2 separate regions of the Gossypium hirsutum genome follow, and region 1 is linked to region 2. Evidence: chromatin contacts called from public Hi-C data. All regions are on one chromosome and are shown on one strand. Each heading gives the region's core, a stretch centred on a gene start, on an enhancer-like site or on the middle of the called end of the contact. The rest is flanking DNA. Distances are from core to core; before and after follow the strand shown. Region 1 holds the start of LOC107937136 (protein NRT1/ PTR FAMILY 8.3). Region 2 holds the start of LOC121228971.

Region 1 (4,547 bases), core at 1,458-3,957, 230 kb after region 2:
TATTTCAATATTATATAATTACTTAATTACAATTGGAAAGTCTTGTATTTTTTAAATATTATTTATGAATTATTTTTAATAATATCATGAAATAAAAATATTTTATTAAATAATAAAACATGTTATATAAAAAAAACTAGTCTTTTAAAATGTATATGCGATTTCAAAATATATATTTTCATTAGATTTTTCAACTACTTTCGAATCTATTTTCTTTTTTTAAAATTATAACTAACAATCACATCAATATTTATAAAAATAATTATTATAAATATTGAATTAAATAATTAACTCACTCATAAATAATTTTCATATGCAAGATTCTAACATAATATTTCAAAGTTTTTAAGGCTTTAACATTACCATTAAGTTGAAGTATGATTTGCTAGTCCAAGAATAAAAGTTTTATTGTTGCTTAAATGCAATTTAAATCTTGGAAGTTGCTGCATCATCATGTTGATAATGCAAAAGTCTTACCCTAGTTTTGAATGTTGTTGAAGAATTGACACATCCTTAAAATTTTGTTCTTTCTTTTTAGAAAAAAATTTAAAAATATATCTTAAAGTTATAAAAGAATAATAAAATATGATCGTTTAAGATCGAAAATAAATGGTATAATGCTAAAAAAATGTAACATGATTTGAACCCAAAATCTTTGTGATATATAGAAACACTTTAATTGGAATACCTCCTCAACTATGTAGTCTAAAGTTAGAACGGTGAGAAAATGTTTGTGAGATACCATTGTTTTAATGTCAAAATTGAGCCCTTTTGTAATTGTACACTTTTCATACCCACATATATGCTTTTTATATATTTATTTAGAGATAATAATTTAGATTAGGTATTGAATCTATTTTCTTGCACATTTGGATATTATAAATTTAGATAATATTTAAAATTTAAAATTACTATTCGTCACACATTCGAAGTGAATGCAAATAGATATTTTAGATATTCATTACCTAAATCCACATTATTTATTTGAATAACATACATAAATTTAATTATTTTAATCCATTTATTATAATTATAATTATTATTTTGATTATATGTAATATATTCAAATTCAAAAGTTTTTAAATTTAAATATTCTAAAAATAATAACATTCAATTTGAATTTAAATTTAGATAATAATATTAAAATAAGTATGAATAACAAATAGACTTTTTTTTGGTTAAATTTATAAATTCAAATTTTAAAAATTAAAAAAATAAAATAAAATCGACCCACCTCTCTTCCTAGTTTTGCTCAAGAAGTAGCTCGTGGTTTTCTGAACTCTTACGACAAACATTCAAATTAAAAGATCTTGGAATTTACTAAATAAAGTAACTCACTCCAATTTATGCAATCAATTCAAAAATGGAAATAAAATGTTAAAAGATATATATATATATTGAAGTTGTAAAAGATAAGATTAAAATAAAGCAAAAGACAAATAATCAATCAAGTAGATTAAATAGTTTTTAAAATTAAAAAAAAATTATAATAGAAGAGTGTTTATGGATGGAATTGGTTTTAGATTGATTCTATTTATTTATTAATATTTTAATGATTTCACGTATAAGTGATTAGGTGTAAGTTTAAATTTTTTTAAAAAAATTATTAAGTATGGTAATCATATATTTCGAATATGAATGTATAATGAACATGAAGATATCAAAAAAAATATTTTAATAAATTTTAAAATATTTAAATTTAAAGTTAAAACAAATTTCCCATAAAATTTTAACAAAAAATCATTTAAAAGATTAATACAATAAAAAATAAACATGTTAGTCTTAAAATTTAGGTTTAATTATGAATTACATCCTTCTATTTCATGAAAATTAAAAGAAAAACTAATCCCTTTACATTAATTTTTCAAGAATCGATCATTTTTAAAATTTGTCATTTAATCGTTGATTTGAAAAATGAATAGTCCAACAACTCATGAAGTTAATGTGTTTGTTAATACTTAGAGCAGATGGATTAATTTTTCAAAATTTGAAAAAGTAGAGAGATGAAAGTTAGAATTAGACCTAAAAATCTATGTTCAAACCCGGTTAGGTATCGGTATTGGTGGTAGAATTATAACTTTAGTCCTTCCCGAATAGAGCTGATCATGGGCTGGGCGGCCCAGCTCGGCCCGAAGGCCCACCCGAAAAATAGGAGGGTTTGGGTAAAAATATAGGCCCGAAAATGGGTTTGGACAAAAAAATGAGGCCCGTTTAGAAAACGGGCTAGGCCTCGGGTAAGAGTTTTTTGGCCCGAGCCCGGCCCGAATTATATATTAATATATATTTTTATTTTATTTTTAATCATTTTAAATTTTTAATATAACTATTTTTTATTATATTATCAATTTATGTATTGTTTTAAGAATTGTTTTAGTGTTATTTTTATTTGTTTTAATATTTGTTTTAATATTTTTAAATATATTTGATTTATTATATTTTTAAAATTTTTTATTTAATGAAATAAGTAAAAAAAATTAATATGGGTCGGGCCGGGCTGAGCTCGGGCTTAGCAATTTTATTTCGGGCCAGGCTTGGACAAATTTTTAGACCCATATTTCGGACCGGACCAGTCCCAGACCTAATAGACTAGCCTAAAATTTTATTTAGACCCGGCCCAAACCCGACCCGGCCCATGATCACCTCTATTCCCGAACCCAAAATCCATGTTCCCACCCATAGATGTATCATTAAAAGCCCTTATCTCAGCCATTACAAAAGATAGGGAAGCGTGCCTGGGTCACCCTAACATTCCACTCCTTCAGCTTGTGTTAATATCTAATCAACCAAATTTTAAGGATCCCAGAACTTCTTTTTCTTTTTCCTTTTTGTTAAAAGATTCCAAAAGTTGTTGACATTACCAATCTAACAAGGTAAAGTCTTATACGCTTTTATTAGCCTAATAATTTGCCCAGTATTTTCATCACAAATTACATTTAGATATATCTTATCTTATCTTAGTCCCTAATCTTCCCCTATCTGTTTTGGGGATTTTGAATCTGTAGTCTTTGATTGGTTCAGTTGCAAAACAATCATGGGATCTATGGATGAAGAGAGATCGCTTTTGGAAGCTGAACTTAATCAGGTATCTTTTTTTTCTGCTTCCCCTTCATCTTTAATTCTTGGTGGTTATAAGATTTTGATTATTTGCTCACAGACACCTTTAACACTGAAAAAATTTCTGGGTTTTGTTGTCTTTTCTTGTTAAAATTCTTTACCTCGGAGTTTATGTTGTTATTAGTGTTTTAATATTTGGTATTTCCAGGCTGAAAGCAGTGGGCTTTACACTGGGGATGGCTCCGTTGACTTCAATGGGAATCCTATTTTGAAGCAGAATACTGGAAATTGGAGAGCGTGCCCTTTCATTTTGGGTGAATTATTGTAAATTTATCTATTTGCTCTTCCTTTTAAATGGGTTTTATTTGAGTAAAGCTTATCTTATTTCTGCAACTTTTTTATATGGAATTATAGGTAATGAATGCTGTGAGAGATTGGCTTATTATGGGATAGCAACTAATCTTGTAAGTTACCTGACCAAGAAACTGCATGAAGGGAATGTATCAGCTGCAAGAAATGTAACTACTTGGCAAGGAACTTGCTACCTTACACCTCTCATTGGAGCCGTCTTAGCAGATGCATATTGGGGAAGATATTGGACAATTGCTGCTTTCTCCACTATTTACTTCTTCGTAATATAATTTACTCCTAACTACTACTTTTTCCTGCTTTACATGCTCATCGTTTTATTCTTTAAATAGTTATTTTTCTGATTTATGATGTAATTGTTGCTTCATTATTTTGAACTACTTATCATGAAGTTGATCCTGCATTCAACTGCAGTAGTCTTTGGCTGCTGTTCCTTTGAGTGTGTTTTGCAGTTCACATTATGCCATTAACCCTGATATGCATGGTCCTTCACATGCGATTTAAATTCACGCATGGTTCTCCTCTTCTGTTGCTAGTAGTTTTAAATCAGGAAGCACTTTGACTCCTTTGCAAAGATTTTAAGACAGTTTTAAAGTGTAATAACATATTTTCTGGAATTTATAACTCACGTTAATATCTTGCACTTTACACGGTAAAGAATTTGATTTTTGGCTATGTGAGGACAACAATTTTCATCATTTTAATCATATTATTGACTAATGAATTCTGGTACTTCTATTAAGGTAAAGTGGGCAAGTAATTTATATGTTTTGATTTCACTTTCTGATGCATTGGATAACACATTTACTATTTGATGTAGGGAATGTGTACATTGACTCTCTCAGCATCAATTCCTGCACTGAAACCTGCTGAATGTGTGGGTTCTATTTGTCCCTCAGCTACTCCAGCTCAGTATGCTGTATTTTTCTTTGGGCTTTATCTGATTGCATTAGGGACGGGTGGAATCAAACCGTGTGTTTCATCCTTTGGGGCCGATCAGTTTGATGATACTGATCCCAATGAAAGGGTGAAGAAGGGGTCCTTTTTCAACTGGTTCTATTTTTCCATCAACATTGGTGCTCTGATCTCAAGCAGTCTTCTGGTGTGGATTCAGGACAATGCTG
Region 2 (4,240 bases), core at 1,076-3,575:
TTTGATTCTTTCCCCTCGTAAAGGTACAAATCTAAATTTAAGCATGAAAACCCAACAATTAACGGTAGCTATAATGTGTGTAAAAAAAAGAAAAAAAGTGGATGATATTTTACATTGATGCATGATTCATACACCTCCTCCCTCTCCTCCTATACAATTTCAAACAAAAGCCTGACCTATGGTGAAGAAGTAAAAAAGAAAAAAAAAGCAAGCAGAAACAAGTTTTTGAAATTGACTTTCCTTAACCTTTGGTTCGGATAATAGTGATGGTGCCTCTTCCTTGAGTGTGTATTTTGGTGAGGGCCACCACAGCTTTTCCAGAAAGCCCAGGACCATCCGCAGATACGCATGGCCTACAAGCGAAATCCCCCACTGGGTGCCTTACCGGCCTTGTCGGTGGCATTAGAATCCTTTCGTTAATGTCGTTTAGTGTCATATCCCCTTCTATCCCTCCGGGCTTAACCAATGCAAATGGATAAACAACCCTTGTTATCACCCTTTTCTTCTTCTTATCCTCACTTCCTATAAAACCCACCAATAAAACCATAAATCAATGTTAAATCATTTAGCTATAATAACATCAACAGAAGCATTGTAACAATTCCCTTCGTATTTACCAGAAGAAATTTGGGTGTCTTTGTTGAAAAATGACTTGCTCTTGGCTGTTGATATTTTGTAAGAAGAAGAAGATGAATCAAAAGCTTCTTCAAAGCTGCGTGGTATTGCCTCTTCTGGTGTTTTTATCTCCGTGACAATGTTTGCTTCCTCACTGCTCACCGATGTACTCATTGGTTCATCTAAAGTATAAGGGAAAAAAATCCATAATAAGCATCATTTCAACATTGTATACTATTTGATATATGCATGGGATGGGAGAAAGTACGTGGTGGCTAGTAAAAGAGAAAAATGAATAGTAAATCATTACCTGAAACGCCATTAATGCTTGTTAACTGGCTCATGCAGCTGAAATTCTCAGATAGGCCCCAGTTGCAGCTATAATTCCAATAGCCCTGCTGCATGATAACAGTGGAACTAGCCATGTTCAGATCACATTGTTAATTTGGTAAAACAAAAACAAAAGAAAACCAGAAAAAAAAAAGAAGAAAAATACCATGGCGAGATCATTTAAACCATTGAATTGATTATGATCATTGTACAGCAAGAGGCGTCTTCGTTTGGATGGTTCAGTGAATTCAAGCAATGCATCTTCCAGATACCCAGAAGAGAAATCAGAGTCTAGATGTGGAAAGAATGGGGCAGTTCCACTTCCATCCATGACTGCATTCCATTCACATGCAGAGAAACATAAATGGGGTTAAACTCCCTTTAAACTAAAAACATAAAGGAAAAACAAACAGTGAAAGAAAGACTGGAAGACAATAAAGCAAGAAAAGAGTATGTACCTAAAGACATGTCTGCGTTGAGAACTCCAAGGTTTTGAAGATCCCAACCTGGGGAAGGGCTATGGAGGCTGCTACTAGTGTAAGCCATAGAATTAAGCTCACCCATGTTTGTTGGGGTTTAGGGTCTCTTAAATAGCTAAACAAGAAATCATTTTATAATATAGCATTGGTTCCAACTGCTTGTAATGGTTTGATTGGGTTGTTCTAAATAACCAAAAAAAAAAAAGGTGAAAACTACATTATTGTAGAAAGAAAGAAGGAAGGGAATCAGTCAACGGCAATGGAGAGAAAAAAGAGTGTGTTTCTTGGGATATGGAAAAAAACATATTATTTTGAAACATATTCTAAATATTTATTGGGCTTCTGTACTCTGTGCTGGGGATTGGAATTTTAATCATAAATGTGGGGTTTGGTATATGGGGGACTAAATAATTGCAAAAGTTATGATATCATATGCTGTTGTTTTTCATGTAAAAGCAGAGGGATTGTTTTTGAGATTAAAGGACAAAAGAAAACATGGGTAGATAGACATAATTCAAATTTCAGCTTTTCTTTTTCCATTCCTTCTGATATATGGTTACCAACCGTTTCTCCTATTGGCAACTTTTTCCCTACCACCTTCTCACCATTGTGCCTTCTTTTTATATATCCATGTAATTATATTATCAAATTTGAAATTAAGGAATGCAAATCTTTGTCTAATTCATCCTTCACCCTCTCCATTTAGGTGGCGATAGGGTCCACACACTAGCATGCTTGTGGGGTTCAGGTGCAGCATTTCAGCAACATGCAAGGAAGATGAGAGGTGGAGATGTGGGTCCAAACCTTTTTCACTCCATGGAGTTTCGATGGTCCAAAAACTTTGTCTCAACATCTCTGTTACCCACATTGTATTTTGTGTGAAATGTCTCTGTTCTTTCTTCTTCTTCTTCTTTTTTCCCTTTAAAATCATGTATATCATACAGTACGCGTTGGTTATAAGGTTTTTTATACAATTTTTGCTATTATCTATAATTTTCTCTAAATTTTTAAATCTATTCTCTTAATTGTTATAACAATAATAAGATCACGCCATTAAGAATATATTGTATTTCTTGAGACGATAAGAATTGTTTTAACTTTACGTATTATTAATAAAAGTAAATCATTACTGCATTTATCAATAATAAATAATCACAACATGGGCATGTAGGTAAGCACCCTTCACCAATGTATCAAACAATTTCTAAATCCTTAGCTAATTAAACTCACTTAAGGAGGATATGAAGTGTGTCCATTCAAACTCACAGCTTCTGAGAATCTTCAATAATATTATACATCTTCCACATCCTATAGCCACCCTATAGATAGTAGGGCATGATTACACGAGCCCCGAACAGAAAAAACATGCATACATACCCTCAAAGGACAAAAGAGAAGGGTCTCTTCACCCACTTTTTCCATCTTCTTCACCCACGGGAGACCCCCACTTTTTTTTTTTAGATATTATGAATATCCAAGAGAGTTTATATTATCATAGAACTATATTCTTTTCCCTCTTTCTCTATCATACTTTTAACCCCATTCAGTCTTGCAATTCTTCGCTCCTTAAAGATGAACTATTCTCAAACTCCCAACTTAAAACTTGTATCAACAAATACTATTGTGCCAACCAGTATAGCCATCAATTAATTCATAAACAATAGATTTTAGCCTAACATTATACATAAAATATTAAAAGTCACAACAGTTAAGGTTTTATTTTGAAAATTTTGAATTTAAATGTTGAATGGATGATTAAGAGAAGTATAGATTATTGTTTTAGTTTTACTCTCATAATTGATATATTGATAATGATTTGTTTTGACCTGGCATTTCAAATTTACCTATATCATATGCATTCTATAACATAACAATTCACCAATAACAAATTATTACTATGTTTTTTTTGGGTGGATAAATGATTATTACTATGTTTTGCATGTATTGAGAGAGAAGTTTATATTTAGAACACTGATTACTATAATATAAAGGTGAACACATATAAAAGAAATAACAACATGGTGAAGTAACCTCGAGATCTAACACAATTTCCCAAGATCGCACTAAAATTGATATATATATATATACGAACTGCCTTAATTAAGGGGTGAATCATCCAGTAACCGTGCAGTAATGCAGCATCAATACTTTATTTATTAGCTCTCTCCTAATAGTAAATAACTGAGATTACTCATAATTTTTCTCCTTCATGGTTTCTTTCTTATGGGACGGTGTACCCTGAAAAGTATCAAAATTTTAATTGTTAGCCTCAGCATATTAGCATAATTAAGATTAATAAAACCTTTAAAGGAAAAAAAAGTAATTAAGTAGTGTTTTATTATGCACTTTAAATTTAGGATTTTACTTTTTGCTTCACTTCTTTTCTTGACAACCAATCAAGTAAAAAAGTGAAAATAGTGGGATTTCTTTAGAGTTTAGGGTTAATTAGTGTTTCTAGACATAAAAAAAGATATTATTAAATTATAGGCTTAATAACAAATTTAGCCACTAACGTTTACATATTTTGTCAAATAACAAGACGATGTGAAATTTTATACGTGGAATATTTTTAATGAGATGTAATTTATTACTTAGGTAACCTAATAAAATAATTACATGTGGAAAATAATAAAATAAATAAATAAATCATGAAGTTAAAAAAATAACTCTTAATTAAAAGAAAATAAACGTAATTATCTAAAGAAAGTTTCAAAATGAATACACACATTTAGTATTTTCAGTTTGATTTATTAATTATCTTTTTGAAACCTCTCTGTATGCATTCATTTTGAAATCCTTTTTAGATAATTACATTT

Evidence for each region. Hi-C and Micro-C count contacts between places; a contact is called where the count stands out from the background.
Region 1: a contact with region 2 is called in a Hi-C map of hypocotyl, with 2.2 times the contacts expected there. The contact joins the promoter of LOC107937136 here to the promoter of LOC121228971 in region 2. A contact is called at or near these places in 11 of 34 Hi-C or Micro-C datasets (hypocotyl, leaf, petal and 1 more).

What each region holds. Positions count from the first base shown.
Region 1 is chrA01:75,130,373-75,134,919 of Gossypium_hirsutum_v2.1, forward strand. LOC107937136 (protein NRT1/ PTR FAMILY 8.3) reads left to right here and starts at 2,708. Exons shown (of 6, transcript XM_016869960.2): 1 at 2,708-2,870; 2 at 3,003-3,082; 3 at 3,263-3,368; 4 at 3,469-3,686; 5 at 4,244-4,547. The coding sequence starts at 3,032.
Region 2 is chrA01:74,904,279-74,908,518 of Gossypium_hirsutum_v2.1, forward strand. LOC121228971 reads right to left here and starts at 2,326. Exons shown (of 5, transcript XM_041112023.1): 1 at 1,404-2,326; 2 at 1,112-1,278; 3 at 926-1,013; 4 at 618-797; 5 at 1-522. The coding sequence starts at 1,509. The coding sequence ends at 242. It overlaps LOC107937130 (non-specific lipid-transfer protein 4), which reads right to left. Exons shown (of 2, transcript XM_016869954.2): 2 at 2,513-3,662. The coding sequence ends at 3,646.